Regions from separate parts of the Danio rerio genome. Here region 1 is linked to region 2. A link is a contact called in public HiCAR-type data. All regions are on one chromosome and are shown on one strand. The core of a region is the stretch at or near the end of the contact, and the rest is flanking DNA. Distances in the headings are between cores, read along the strand shown.

What was found. HiCAR-type assays count read pairs that join an accessible place to other places.
Region 1: a contact with region 2 is called in a HiCAR-type map of caudal fin, with 10 times the contacts expected there. The contact joins the enhancer-like site here to the promoter of zgc:103482 in region 2. A contact is called at or near these places in 6 of 18 Hi-C or Micro-C datasets (caudal fin, embryo, hematopoietic stem cells and 1 more) and 1 of 4 datasets of contacts at active chromatin or transcription factors (caudal fin).

The regions. Positions count from the first base shown.
Region 1 is chr21:22,012,860-22,015,559 of GRCz12tu, reverse strand. All of the region lies in intron 3 of LOC141379854 (a long non-coding RNA gene), which reads right to left. Among named protein-coding and RNA genes, the nearest start is that of gadd45gb.1, 32 kb to the left of the region's middle. Within about 2 kb of position 1,374, at least 3 of the 62 cell types and tissues checked have an H3K27ac peak or open chromatin away from gene starts, as enhancers often do. A contact at or near this core is called in caudal fin, where this site is marked.
Region 2 is chr21:21,711,479-21,714,178 of GRCz12tu, reverse strand. It overlaps zgc:103482, which reads right to left and starts at 1,370. Exons shown (of 8, transcript NM_001006022.1): 1 at 989-1,370; 2 at 765-870; 3 at 499-645. The coding sequence starts at 1,229. si:dkey-30k6.5 reads right to left here. Exons shown (of 4, transcript XM_683166.11): 4 at 1,850-2,700. The coding sequence ends at 2,585.

The DNA of each region.
Region 1 (2,700 bases), core at 125-2,624, 300 kb before region 2:
ATTACATGAACACAACACAAAGCACACCAGACCCCAGACATTTTGCCAACAAAATCTGTCAATATTATTTAAAATAATGCTTCAAATGCATTTTATTAAAAAAAAGTCAATCTTTATTTTGAACACTTAATACAGCCTCATCTGTAATGATGAAACCAAAAAGTAAAACTTACAACACTGGAATCTGCAGAGATGTGCAATACAGTGTTTAGCAGGCACTTATGTATAATGCATGGTCACATTTTTCTCAAGACCAGCTTTGCATCAAGCATGATCCTGCAGCTTGACCAGTGTTTAGAAGAGAACTGATAGGATTTATGGGAAGGCTGATTTTGTTTTTACAAACTAACACTATTATATATAGCCGTGTCAAAACCAGTCGTTTCAGACGTCTGATCTCCTGCACTGGTAGACATAACAGCAGATGTTAAAGAAAGATGAGCTACGTGGACTAAATGTTATGGTTTCATAAGAGATGGTGTTTATTTTATATTACCATCATCATCATCATCATACCATTATCATCTGCAGATCTCGAGATTTCACTGGTGTTTTTGCCATAACATAAAAACAAAAGTATGAGAGGCTGGCGGAAACAAAACAAGCTCATTCTTGCAAGAACCTGCAACATTTCTAGAACAAAAAAAAAAAGAATCAGCTTTTTTTGATGTGTGTTAGCATACTGTTCGGGTCAGAAATAAATGTGGATCTAACACTGCCTCAAACTGAAAAATCAAAGCTTTTCTGGCCCTCCACTTCACCCTCATTTATACCTCAACCTTTTAATCTTCCCACATATCTACACACATTCACTAATTAAATACCCACTGCTAAATATTTCAAAGAACGTGCTGCAATTAAATAGATAAAATCAGATGCTGAACTAAGTTACAAGTCTAAGCAACTGCGCACAACGTAATAACCGAGGAATGATATGTAAAAGCTTGACATAGATAAGATCCTGTCAGATAACATTGGATGTGCCAAAACCGCAGTGATTCATGAACAAACTATGCATTGTTGTTCACAGAAGAGAGATTATATTCTCTTCGCTGTAACACCGACGCGGTTTTCTGTCTTTTGTACTCCTCCTCTGTGTTTAGACAGAGGTAGCTGGACTCATTAGCTTCTAAATGGACATCATTTGAAGCCGTTTTGTGGACAGGATTTCTGTCTTCCGGTGGAAAAAGTAGGCAGATCAAAAGACCGAAAAGAAATATGCAGGACTCATGAATGTAAACAGAAAGTCAGAGTGGGAACTGTTTGTTTGCAGTGGTGACATGCTAATAATTTTTACTTAACAAGACAGTACAGCAGGAACGGGATGTTCCCTGTTATAATCATGGTACCGTGTTAAAACAAGTAAGAGCAAGCAATAGCTGGAAAGGCCTGTTCCCATCAGGTATGCATCTTTTCGTGCCATAACTGCAATAATAACTACACTGTAAAAATATGATCTGTTAAATTAACCATTGAAGATATAGCTCATGAATGATGATTCACAGATGTTTATTTAAGCTTTTGGATTGCATTACATCGATCTCTTCTCTGATAACTTTTGATGTTGAAGATTTTGCTCTCTACACTTTAATTACACGACTTTTATGGACATATTTTAGCAGTTTAAAACAATAAATTGTATAAGAACAATTACACAGTCATTACACTTATTATATAAAGACAAAAAAATATTGTTTAATAAACATCAATAAAAGTCACATTGTTAAACATTTCAACATCAAATGTTGACAGAGCAGAGATGAAGATCTATAACACTAATCAAAATCATAACACACTTATGAATCATGAGCTACAGGCAAATATTAATGAAATTATTTTGCTGTGTATATTTGTATCTGCCAAAAGGGTATGGTCATATACTGCGACAACAATTGCGATATAAAAGCATTGCACTAAAAATAACCATGATATTTACAAATTAAAAGTATACACATGATTACATTACATAAACCATCAGCATTATAATATGGTGCCAAATTTTCCCATGCAGTTTTTTGTTTCATTATATACTATGCCGGAGGGCGCCCTCACACAACTTCCAAAAGTGAAACTCGTAGTTGCAATAACTTGAGTAATAAGTCGGAAATTCCTTATTTTGACATTGACAATCCTTATATTGTGCAAATCAAAATGTAAAATTCTTTGCTTGATAAAATGGATGTGCAAAAGTGTATGTTTTCAGAAATTTGAAGCCAAAACATTAAGAGTGCCCTCTGGTGGCTGGCTGCAGTATAGGTTATGAAAGCAGCCCTTTTTCTTTGCCTATTGAAATGTTTATGCTTTTAGTAAGGTATTTGATGCTATAATGATTGACAGCTGTGATTGGCAGCTTCACAACATGAATCACTTAAACTTTTTTTCTGGAGTTCTAGGAAAAAAACAGAAGCTTTAACATTTCCATATGCTAACGGTACTGTTTCACACCAACAAAATATTTTATATAGTATATTAAACTCTAGGACTCGACTTAAGGAATGAGAGGGATCATAGATTTTTTTAGAGAGTTAAATGTATAAGCTAGTTAGATAAGTGAACCCCAAAACATGCATTAGCTAGTAGCTATGAATACTTTTTAAAAATGAAAATCCTCTTCACCGTCTCCTAATGACAAGATATCAGCAGCCATCTCTGGGACATTTTGGCTTTAACTTTCGAAAGTGGAAATAATTTAATGGATGA
Region 2 (2,700 bases), core at 121-2,620:
GTAAACTCATGTATCTTATTTTAATAATTTAAACTTTTTATTATTATTATATTTATCAAATGTATTGTTTTTTTTGTTTGTTTTTGTGTGCGTGTCATTATATCTTATCGGTATTATTATTAATTTTTCAATGGTTTTAATATATTTTATATTTGAAGTGCTTTGGCAATACTGTACTTAATGTCATCCCAATGAACAACTTGAACTTAGAGAGAGAGAGAGAGAGAGAGAGAGAGAGAGAGAGAGAGAGAGAGAGAAAGAGAAAGAGAAAGAGAGAGAGAGAGAGAGAGAAAGAGAGAAAGAGAGAGAGAGAGAGAGAGAGAGAGAGAGAGAGAGAATGGTTTGAGTTTCAATGCCCGGGCCCCCATACCTGGAATTGCTTAGGGCCCCCAAATCACCAAGTCTGCCCCTGCGTACATGATACAACTCTTTTTCTATAGGCTTGAAACTAGCAGCTGCCAACCACTCTTAACATGATAGTAATGAACATTTGCTCACGATCGGTCACTGCCACTGTGTCTCTCAAACTCTCGCTTTCCTCTCTGATCAAATCCATCATTGGATCTTGGAAATACTGGGCCTCGGGCTCCTCTTCCTCTTCCAGTACCTCTTCCTCTGGCAGGCCTGTCCAGCACATCCACGGGCCTACACACAGACCAGGTAAGGCAGACAAAATAACTCAGGTCTTTTATTGTTCTATATTTAAAAAAATTAAATCATTAGGTAAATAAATATTTGCACGTAGCCTAACTGGACAGCTTTACCTTTCAACAGAGAAACTGAGGGGAGGCTTTTCGGCATCATTAAATTTGCGGTCAAAAGTTACGCGTCTCTGTATTGGCTCCTCAACGACTTCATGACCAGGACGAACTTGTCATAGAAAAAAAACAACAACTTACATTTCAAGCTCTCGACAAAACACTTTAAGTTAAGTTTAAACGAAGTCGTTCACGTTATTCTGAGTAAAACTGTCCTGTCCTTCACCTACCTTGTCCACCCCCACCTGCGGGAAGGATGGTTTTCCTGTCCCTCTGAGACTCTTTCTTTACAGATTTAGTCGTGGTTGAAGTTTTCTTTGGCTCCTCTTTCTTCTTCTTCTGCTTTTTTTCAGTCCCTGCAGCATATAGGATGTCGAAAGGGTCGGACTCGTCGCCCAGAAGCTGACCAAAACGATTAGCCACGGTGCATCCATATCCCTCATCAGGCATCTCTTCCACCAACTCCTTCATTTTTATCCAGTGTTACAAGGGAAATGAAATAATCGACGCGCTATCATCGAAGAATGCTATAAAAATAGAAAATATAGACTTTAAGCAGCGCCCATCGATTGAAGCCACCGATCACCAAACAAAACAACCGTCAAGGATGACGTTTAGATAATTGAATTCAGGTTCATATAAAAGTACTCAGTCTCCGCCCCGGAAGTTTCTAGAACGCGCTCATTAATATGAATTGCGCTCTTTAAACTATTTATCGTAAAATATAAAACACATAGGCTTATTCCTTCTTTTACAAGGTAATATGAAATGTAATAAGAAATATATACATTTAATATAACAAATATAACTATAAAAAGATTTGTACTATTTCTGTTATAACTTACCTTACTGTTGTATTACTCAAACATTATACTAAATAAATTACGTAAATAATTTACTTTATAGAATTCTAAATGCATTAATTACTTTATACAGATATTACATACACAGCCTCCAATGAGGGATATATCTAAAACAGACTAGGTGAAAGTGTTTTACAAGAGAGGGTTGATAAATGCTAATCACTAATGCAGTCAAATTAAAATGATTTAATCACCAAATTTATACAATTATAGAAAGGAAGGCAGAAGTGGTTCATGTCTTTTTTTATTGCAGTTACGCACAATCATTGATTCCCAGTCATGGTTTGATATAAATATAATGATTTCCAAACAATAAAATACAGAAATGTACAAAACCTTATCCAATCAACTTCCAAATATGTCTACAGATAATCAGATATTATCATAAGGCTATGCAATACAGTTTCAAACAGTCCTGAAAACGAGATGCAATGTTCAACGGTAACTCCATTAAAAATGAAAGCATTTGTGTTGATTTATACAGGCTCAGGCCATCTAACATGTATGTTTGATTCTTCAATAGAACAAAATAAAACACTGATTAAAGTTTTATGAACAGAAAAAAATCAAGTCTGTGTAAAAAACTAAACCTTATTTAAATCAACCTCAGTAAACTCAAATTTAAGCTGTTAAAGTCATTACACAGCAGGAAGCTAACATTTGCAAAAGCTGTGGATTAACGACAAGGCTGTAATGTAATTTTCTTACACAGATCAATCAGTTCTCTTTATAAGACCTCAACGTAGCATCAGTAGCCACAGATAATATTTTACTTTTGCCTATATGTTTTGTTTATTTACTTGCATTTCATAAATGACCAAGAACCAAACTCAGTTCAAAATCTTCAGCTATCTCCTGAAAAAAAAAAAGTCACCTACATCTTAAATGGGTGAATAAATTAAAAGCAAATAAAATATTTAGGCTGAACCACCCCAATAATTCAGTGTAATCTTTGGTCTTTTTTTACATGGTGTATTTACATTTATGTTGCTTGAGATTTCTATGGTCCACAAACTTCTTCCCGCAGCTCTCACAGCTGAAAGACTTGAGGCCGGTGTGCACTCGCTGATGAGTCCTCA